Linked DNA regions of Mus musculus: regions 1 and 3 are each linked to region 2. Evidence: chromatin contacts called from public HiChIP or PLAC-seq data. All regions are on one chromosome and are shown on one strand. Each heading gives the region's core, a stretch centred on a gene start, on an enhancer-like site or on the middle of the called end of the contact. The rest is flanking DNA. Distances are from core to core; before and after follow the strand shown. Region 1 holds the start of Arhgap40 (Rho GTPase activating protein 40). Region 2 holds the start of Fam83d (family with sequence similarity 83, member D). Region 3 overlaps Arhgap40 (Rho GTPase activating protein 40).

What was found. HiChIP or PLAC-seq counts read pairs in DNA pulled down with a chosen protein or histone mark.
Region 1: a contact with region 2 is called in a FOXA1 HiChIP or PLAC-seq map of pancreatic cancer cells. The contact joins the promoter of Arhgap40 here to the promoter of Fam83d in region 2. A contact is called at or near these places in 6 of 39 promoter capture datasets (the HPC-7 cell line, HPC-7-derived erythroid cells, embryonic stem cells and 3 more), 1 of 484 Hi-C or Micro-C datasets (embryonic stem cells), 3 of 115 datasets of contacts at active chromatin or transcription factors (acute myeloid leukemia, oligodendrocyte precursor cells and pancreatic cancer cells) and 1 of 9 other capture datasets (liver).
Region 3: an H3K4me3 HiChIP or PLAC-seq map of the SCID.adh cell line shows a contact between it and region 2, with 12 read pairs. The contact joins the enhancer-like site here to the promoter of Fam83d in region 2. A contact is called at or near these places in 4 of 39 promoter capture datasets (the C10 cell line, hippocampal neurons and pre-B cells), 2 of 15 datasets of contacts at CTCF or cohesin (large pre-B cells and pro-B cells), 35 of 484 Hi-C or Micro-C datasets (the 63-12 cell line, B cells, CD4 T cells and 24 more) and 8 of 115 datasets of contacts at active chromatin or transcription factors (the 230-238 cell line, the SCID.adh cell line, Th17 cells and 3 more).

Annotation. Positions count from the first base shown.
Region 1 is chr2:158,511,196-158,514,225 of GRCm38.p6, forward strand. It overlaps Arhgap40 (Rho GTPase activating protein 40), which reads left to right and starts at 1,601. Exons shown (of 15, transcript NM_001145015.1): 1 at 1,601-1,743. The coding sequence starts at 1,610.
Region 2 is chr2:158,766,745-158,769,736 of GRCm38.p6, forward strand. Fam83d (family with sequence similarity 83, member D) reads left to right here and starts at 1,355. Exons shown (of 4, transcript NM_027975.2): 1 at 1,355-1,843. The coding sequence starts at 1,370.
Region 3 is chr2:158,545,407-158,548,484 of GRCm38.p6, forward strand. Arhgap40 (Rho GTPase activating protein 40) reads left to right here. Exons shown (of 15, transcript NM_001145015.1): 12 at 1,302-1,442; 13 at 2,213-2,388. Among named protein-coding and RNA genes, the nearest start is that of Arhgap40, 34 kb to the left of the region's middle. Within about 2 kb of position 1,560, at least 16 of the 459 cell types and tissues checked have an H3K27ac peak or open chromatin away from gene starts, as enhancers often do. A contact at or near this core is called in the CH12 cell line, the SCID.adh cell line, cerebral cortex and 1 more, where this site is marked.

The sequences.
Region 1 (3,030 bases), core at 351-2,850, 260 kb before region 2:
CCCCCGCCCCCGCCCCAGACAGTCTCCCCTCACCCGTCCGTCTGTCCGCCCATCCTCTCACTTAAAGGTCCTCCTAGTTATCCCTCTCACTCAGCCATTTTCTTTTTTTTTTTTTTTTTTGGTTTTTCAAAACAGGGTTTCTCTGTATAGCCCTGGCTGTCCTGGAACTCACTTTGTAGCCGAGGCTGGCCTCGAACTCAGAAATCCGCCTGCCTCTGCCTCCCGAGTGCTGGGATTAAAGGCGTGTGCCACCACGCCCGGCAGCCATTTTCTTAAGGTGTGTGTGTGTGTGTGTGTGTGTGTGTGTGTGTGTGTGTGTGTGTATACATATGTACATCATGCATGTGCAGATGCCCAAGCTGGCCAGAAGAGGGCATTGGATTCCCTGGAACTGGAGTTGAAGGTGGTAGTGGTCCAATCAGTGTGAGCCTTGGGAACTGCAACTCCAGCCCACGGAAGAACAGGTGCTGTGTCTCTCTGGCCCCTTATTCAGCCATTTTCTCATCCCACCCCTCATTCTTCATCCATCTGACTGTCCATCCATCCATCCGTCTGTCCACATGTGTGTCCATCCACCCACTTCCTGCCCACCCACCTATGCGTCCATCCTTCACTGAGCACCTACTGTGTTTCTCACACAAAGCTCCATTGAACCCTCATCATGTGCCAGCCTCAAGCATGCCCTCCATGCAGATTCACTTTATACACAGGGAGGAGCCTCGGCAGCAGTGGGACTCCCATCTCCTCTCCGTTCCTGGAAGGTGGTTCTTTTGTCTCCTTCTGAGGATGGAGTGTTGGGAAGATGGTCAGCTGATCATCTGCATGGTCTGACTGAGCCAGCAAGGACTACCTGCAAGTTAGAGCTCCTGTGGTCCCTTTTTTCCATATGTAGGACTACAGCTCCCAGAGGCTTATGGGAAGGGACTAAGCCAAGGTGAAGGCCTGGGTCACCACCAGTCACTAGCTTTATTTGTTCCTTTTGGTTTGGTTTTGAAACTGGGAAGGCTGTGGGAGATGAGAGTGCCCACCCCAATAGCATGTTTTATGTCTGGTGCAAGTGTGTTTGGCTGGTTGATTGGTGTTTTAATCTTTCTTTTTCTTTTAGATTAAAAAAAATGTGTATGGCTATTTTGCCTGCATATATTTCTGTACCATATGCATATAAAGCCCACATGGGCCAGAAGAGGACATTTGAATCTCCTGGGACCGGAGTTACAGATGGTTATGAGCTGCCATGCAGGTGCCGGGGGAATTGAAGTTCAGTCCTCTGGAAGAACAGCCAGTGCTCTTAACTGCTGAGCCACCTCTCCAGCCCAGGCTGGTCTTGAACTCACAACCTTCTTTCGCTACCTTCTAACTTCTGGATTATAGGCATGTGTAACATGCTTACTTCACGTCTGCTGCTTTTTTGTGTTATTTCTGTTTTGGCTAAGGGCCAGGAAGTCTGTGCTCACACATACCTGCCTGTGGGCGGTTCTGGCTGACTCAGCCTCACCTCAATATGGGGGTGTCTTGGAAGGGTGTGCCACAGGCCCTGCCACCTTCCTCCGACTCTCACTGTGATTCATTCAGTCCCAGAGGCAGCAATAGGAGCTGTGTGTGCCTGTCCATGACAGAGCCGTCCCTTCTCCCTGCTGCCAAGATGGAAGGGCTGGCCCTGCTGCCCCTGACCTCACCCTGTCCCCGGATCCCACGAGCCCGCATCTCCAGGCAGCCGGGGCGATGGGCCCACCTGGGCTGCAGGTACTGGTGTCCAGGGTGGTGGAGGGAGGACTGGATCTGCTGTGTGTGAGGAACAGGTGCCACTTCACAACAGTTCTGTGAGGCGAGAGTACCTTTAGGCTGATCCTGATTCTTAACAATTCTAAGTGATGCTGGGGACTAGCTTGGGCAAATCCACTCTTAGATGGATAATTACGGCTCCTGCCACACACATTTCGGCTTGAGCCCCTGGAGACTGGATGTGGTCCTTCCCCAGGAAGAGATTCAGGAAGCGGGGTTGGAACTCTCAGATGGGGCAACTGGCAGGGAGTGGTACTCATACGGATAAACCTTTGTGCCACAAAACATATTCCTTGAGTGCCTGTGGGGGAACTGTGGGGGCTCTGTCCCATCAGAGGGAAATGGGCTCAACAGGTGAAACCTGTTTGTCTGTCCACTTTGCCCTGGTCAGTCTGTCAGATGTGTTGGCTTCCTGATACTGCTGTTCGGAGTCATCAAACAACAGTTACTATCTTCGAATCCAGTGTGCTGAGATTCCCCAAACCAAGGACTCTTTCTCCACTACCAGGCTCTCAGGGGACGAGGCTTCCTTTCCCAGATGCTAAGGGCCCATATGTTGCTTGGCTCTTAGCCTCCCCATATGCAATGCCACCACTGAGCACCTCTGACTCTTGGCTATGACCTACCCTTCCATCCCCATTGCCTCTCCTGCCTGCCTCTGCCACTAACAGGGTGACATCAGTAATAGCCTTGGACCCACTCAGATGGTCCGGGCTCTCCCTCATCTTGAGGACCCAAACAATCACAGCCAGAACACCCAGAGCAGAGTCACAAATTCTGGGGATTAAATGCAGACATCTTTGAGGGGCCTCCATTATTCTATGTATCTTTACATTCATTCCATCTATACATTCATCCCATTGTTCTAATCTACAACTACATCACTAGCCATCCATTACCTATCACTCCATCTATGGAGTCCGTCCGTCTGCCCATCCCTCTATCGACCTATCGATAATCTCTATCAACCTACCTAGCAACCTGTCTACTAAGGTGGCTCTTCTTACTCCCACCCCTGCCTTAATCCCCTAAGTCTATTAATACTAATCCATCTGTGAGAACGTCTGGCCACTGAATGTGCTCAGTGGCTGTGGCTGGATGAACCAGTGAGTGATCCTTTAAGCATGTGAAATTTCATAGCTCCCCTTTGTTTACTTACAACAATACGAAGGGAACAAAAGCGGCGTGCTCACTTTTGGAACAGCGGCTTTCCAAACGACAGGGTTATGTAAGCCTTGTCTTAAGTTT
Region 2 (2,992 bases), core at 105-2,604:
GTGGAGAGCAATGCTCTACGTCATTCAATGGGATCATAGATTATGATCTCTGATTATCCTTGCTTTTAACCCAGGAAACAGAGGCAAAGACACTGTGTGACTGTACAGCCTCAGGCCTGGCCCCTGTCCTTATTACATGCAAGAGCTGGTTCGATTTGATAGAGGAAGGTAGTCTTCTGCATCCTGGATGCCAGAGTGGGGACACAGGAAGCTCTTGCCTTTGGGCTTGAATAACTTCCCTGAGAAGGCTGGAACCAGGGAAGGATGAAGAGAGGGAGGAGATCCTCACAGCAGTACTGGTTTGTTTTAAGTTTACAGAGGTAGAGGCAGGGGGTTAGAAAGCCAAGGTCATCCTTCGCTACAAGATATGAGAAAGGGAGAGAGAGAGAGAGTGAGAGAGACCTTTAAGCGAAGAAGTAGATACCACAGTGGATTAGTATATAGATGTATATGTATGAGCATATATGTATGTGTATATGTATATAGATATATATGTGTATGTTTGCAAGGTCTTCTGTGACCTCTCTTAGGATTGACACAGAATAAGATGGCTTCGAACTCCAGATTCTCCTACCCTAACCTCCCATGTGCTGGGAGTGTGCCACCACCCCCAGCTCTGCACCACTGAGAAAAAAAGACATTTATTTATTTTTATTTAATGTGTATGTTTGTGTGCTACGTATGCATACAGTGTCCGTGGATACCAGAAAGGGCATCATCAGATTCCCTGGAAGCATTATAGGTGGTTAGAGGTTGCCAGGGGAGACAGTGCTAAACCCAGATCCTCTGGAAGTGCTCTTAACTGATGAACCACCACTCCAGGCTCTATCTCTGTCTCTTTGTCTCTCTTCCTCCCCATCTTTTCCCTTCCTTCTCCCTCCCCCTCCCTCCGTCCCTCTGTCCTTCTCTCCTTCTCACTTGCTCTCTGTATTGATAAGTTAATGATTAGATGCAGGGTGGAGTGGCAATGAGGCTGATCACACCAAAATAAGCATGTCCAGGAGCAAGTCCTACCCCTAGTCCGAGTCCTTGAAGCACCATGTTATAGGGCACTCGGCAGGGGGCGTGCTCGGACAGTGCGGGGCTATGTCCCGGGTTGGCAGGGTTCTGGAGCCGCTAGGGCGGGGTAAAGTCAGATTTAAATTCCGCTCAGCCATCAGGCAGTGAGAGCAGAGGGTGGGCGGGTTCTGTCTCAGGAGCAACCAATAGCAATGAGGGGGCAGAGCCTTTGGTACGCATGGGAGACATCCAGCCAATGGGATTGCTGGGGCGGGGCGGCGAGCCAATAGAGCGGGCTGGTTTGATTCAAAGATGCCTATAAAAACTCAGACTACCACCGTAGACAAGTGGATCGGTTCTGGGCACTGCCATGGCTGCTCGCTTCGAGCTGTTGGACGACCTTCCCGCGGCCTGCCTGTCTCCGTGCGGACCGCCCAACCCCACGGAGCTGTTCAGCGAGGCGCGGCGTCTGGCTCTCGAGCAGCTGCTGGCCGGTGGTCCCGACGCCTGGGCCGCCTTCTTACGGCGTGAGCGGCTGGGCCGCTTCCTCAACGCCGACGAGGTGCGCGAGGTTCTGGGCGCTGCCGAGCGGCCGGGCGAGGATGGGGCGGCGGTAGCGGAGGACTCGTTCGGCTCCTCTCACGAATGCTCGTCGGGCACCTACTTTCCGGAGCAGTCGGACCTGGAACCGCCGGCGTTGGAGCTCGGCTGGCCTTCCTTCTACCAGGGTGCCTACCGCGGTGCCACGCGTGTCGAGGCTCATTTCCAGCCCCGCGGCGCGGGCGCCGGAGGCCCGTATGGCTGCAAGGATGCGCTGCGCCAGCAGTTGCGCTCCGCCCGAGAGGTGAGCGGCCCCCTGGCAGCGGGTAGGGGAGGAGCATCGGCCTTCTGAAAATTGAGTCATGTCGTAGTTCCAACTTCTGTTATTGGTACCCCTGGAACAGAGCGACTGTTAGTTCAAACCAAAGTGGATTGCAGAATTCCAGGGACGTCAGCTGACATTAGGTCTCACTTTCAGGAGCTAAGTAAAAGCTTAGTTTTACCCAAAAGATGATACCCGGAGACCATGGGGAGATCTGTAATTACCACTTTTCCACGCTTCTTAATGTTGTAGACAGATAAATTCGAGCAGTCGGTTTATCTCTTTCACTTCTGTGAGTGAGTCTGGTGGGAGATATTTTTAACCCACAGTGCCTGGGACTGTTCCAAGTAGCATTGATCCAAAATGCAAATATTTGTGCTTTAGATAAGCCACTGGTTACAATGGGTTTTTATCTTAGCTAGTGTCAGACTGCCCGATTGGCCTGGGGTGGAGTATAGAGTCTGGCCTGCCATAGATCAGGGAGAAAGGGCTCCACTTGGGAGGGTGTGGCTACAAGTTTGCATGCTGGTGAACACTGCTCCATTCCCAGACCTTTTGACTGCCTGGAACATGACGGGCAAAGCCTCAGACCATGTCAAGACTTAGTAGGCCTGGCACCGCTATATGTTAGGGTGCGGATCAGGTTGACATCACCAAGTCTAGGAGCAAGTTTGCGTTCTGTTTTTGTCTTTTGTTTTTTGTTTTCCTCTCTGCAAGACAAGGTCACTGTAACCCAGGCTTACCTGGAACTTACAGGCTTCAATTTCAGGCAATCCTCCTGCCTCTGCCTTCCTAGTGCCAAAGCCAAAGTTCTGATGCTGGTTCTGTACCTGACAGGCAGGACTTTGAGGATAAGAGTGTAGGTGACCAAGCTGTTCAGGGAATAGTATGGCTATGGCTGGATTCATGTTAATCCTGTGAGCTTTGGGTGGGCTGAGGGTCCGTTTGATGCTGGAAATGTTTCACTTGTGAGTTCAGTACAAAATTATAAAGCGTTTGGAAGAGGCAAAATTGTGGGCTAAGGGTGCATGCCCAAAGCTTCCCTCTGGGAGGAGAATTTGAGCACTCCTTGGGGACACCTTGAGAAGGAAAGACCTGGTCTCCAGGAAAGGCAGAGGTGTGGGCTGCTCT
Region 3 (3,078 bases), core at 310-2,809, 220 kb before region 2:
TCTGATTGTCTACCCCAACAATGATACACTTCCTCCAACAACGCCACACCTCCTTCACCAAGGCCACACCTCCTTCACCAAGGCCACACCTCCTTCACCATAGTGCCACTCCTTGGGCCAAGCATATTCACAGCACCACAGGCACACACTTAATATATTCCAGCAAAGCATTCAAATGCACCCTGGGCTTCCCATCTCTGGGTTTCTGCTTAAGCCTTTCACTCTGCCTGGATACTCCTTTCCCTTTCTCCAAAGGCAGAACTTGGATGTGGTGGCGCATGCCTTTAATCCCAGCACTAGGGAGGCAGAGGCAGGTGAATTTCTGAGTTCGAGGCCAGCCTGGTCTACAAAGTGAGTTCCAGGACAGCCAGAGCTATACAGAGAAACCCTGTCTCAAAAAACAAAACAAAACAAAAAATAAGGGATGCTTATTTTTTTAAAGACTCAGTTCAGGGTCAGTTGTTCTGCTGAAAACCCCCTACCTGCCTCCCAGACTCCCATAATTCCTTTTTCTTTGCATGCAACCCCCTAACTTACATTGCTATTAAAACACAGTGAATTGCAATTTTTTAAAGATTTATTTTTATTTTATCTGTATGAACTTTTGGCCTGCATGGGTGTGGCCACACCACATATGGCCCTGCTCCCTGCAAAGGTCAAAAGAAGACATCAAATCCAAATAGGGGGAGTTCCACGTGATGTTGGATGCTAGGGACCAGCTAATGAAAGAGCTGCCAGTGATCTTACCTGACAGCTCTTGGATGCTACCTTTTTCCTGTTATAGGAAGTTTTTTTTTTTTTTTAAATATTCCTTAAATACTAGTTTTTTACTAGTTGGTTTTTTTTTAAAGTATCAAACAGCCCAGATGTATACAGCAAGATAGAAATCTCATCAACTTCTCCACGCGTGTCACTGTGATTAGGCTTCTACACCTCATAGTCTGTCGAACCTTGGAAAGAGGGTCGCTGGGTCTTTGCTAGATTCTCACACTGCACAGTGGCTGAGCTGACCTGCAGTTCTCCAGGAACTCTGCAGGCCAGATGTGTTTGGGGGACATCTCTGCATGGTGTGCCAGTGAGAAGCTTCTCTCAAGCACAGCTCTGTCCAGTAGCTCCAGGGACTGCTCGATCCTGAGTCCAATACTCCGGGGTCCTCATTGGGGCTAAACCTCTAACATCTCTGGAAGCTGCTTCAAGGTGTCCGTTTCAAGCCCTGTGCGGGAGAGGCAGCGGTGGCTGAAATGGGGCCTTGCTTGCCACTGCCATATCAACTCAGCTGAAACATGATTCTTTCTGGACAGGTCGCCTCTTTCTTGGTAGCTCAAGTGCGAAAACTGAATGACAGTAATGGCCGTCGTTCCCAGCTCTGTGATGGGGGCCTCAAGACTTGGCTGTGGAGGACACACGTGGACAGAGACAAGGCTGGGGAAGGGCTTGAGGCGGTGAGTGGCTCCCATACCAGGCGAATGGAGAAACCGAAGGGGGAGAGAAGGTTGAGGGGCGGGCATCCGGGTTTTTCCTAGGCCCTGCCACCAAACTGCCATGCATAACCGTCTGTGACCTCCAGGCGGCGCCGGAGCCGCATCTCAGAGATCAAGGAGCTGGTGCCGCGAAACCAGAGGCAGGGGCTGAGGGATGGGAAGCTGGCCTGGTGGGAGGTTCTGGAAGTCACTGACTTGGCCCTATGGTTAGGAAGTCCTTTGTGAGCCTGGGGCGGGGTTCCGAAAGTGGATAGGGCTACTCTGAGGAACAGGGATGTGGAAGAATCGAAGATTCTTTCCGGAACATGGAGCAGGAAGGAGTTTTCAACACAGCCACTTGGGAAAGTCGTGTGTGTGTGTGTGTGTGTGTGTGTGTGTGTGTGTGTGTGTGTGTGTGTCTTGTGTCTGTGTGTGTCTGTGTTTCTCTGTGTGCCTGTGTATCTCTGTGTGTGTGTCTGTCTCTGTTTGTATGTCTGTTTGTGTATCTGTGTGTGTGTGTATGTGTGTGTGTCTTTGTATCTGTGACTGTGTGTGTTGACCAGCAGACATGAGCCAGGGTGTACATGTGCACATCTGTATGTAGCTCGTATGTTCATGCATTTCCACACCTGGCTGTAGACGTGGGCTTGTGCATGCATGTGATGTTGAATACTGGTCTAAGTATTACACGTGCGCATGAATTGCAGGGATGGAAGGGTCTTGATTCTTTATCTCCAAATCTTCACCTCCAGACTCCCAAAGTGGCAAAGATCCAGGTCCAGGCGACTTGGCCTAGCATGGATCTTCTGCAGGTGCCTCTGAATCCTAGCACCAGGGTGACCCACGTCTTGAAGCTGTTCACAGAGCACCTCAACCCTGGCTCACAGCCTGAAGAGGGCAGTGAGAACCCAAACAGCCTTCTCTCACAGTAAGTGCCACCTCCCTGAGGCAGGAGCCTCCATTCTGCCCTGCATGGTGTGGAGAGGGATAGGGTTTGGTCCCTTCCAGCTGAAGGCCATGAGGAGTTACACATGTCTGTCCCTGGCCTTCCCCTTTCTGTGGTGGTCAGCCTTTTTAGAACTTCTTGGCTCCAAATAATAATGAAAAGGGCCACCATTCATTACTGATTTTAATATATATTAATAAATAGCTACTGTAGATCAGACGGTGCATGGAATGCTAAAATGGCAATGAAAGGCCTTAACAGAGGGGCTGGAGAGACAGCCCAGTGGTTAAGAGCACTGACCACTGTTGCAGAGGATTGGAGTTCGGTTCCCAGCTGCCCTAGTCAGGCAGCCCATGACCACCTGTGACTCCAGCTCCAGGGTACACAGCAATCTGGCCTCCACAGACACCCACACACATGTGCATGTACACCACCCCCAACTCGTAACTAAACATAAATAGCCAGCTGTGGTGGCGCACGCCTTCCCAGCACTTGGGAAGGCAGAGGCAGGCAGATTTCTGAGTTTCAGGCCAGCCTGGTCTAAAAAGCAAGTTCCTGGACAGCCAGGGCTGTTAAATAGAGAAACTCTGTGTCAAAAAAAATAAGAAAGAAAGAAGGGAAGAAAGAAGGAAAGAAAGAAAGAAAGAAAGAAAGAAAGAAAGAAAGAAAGAA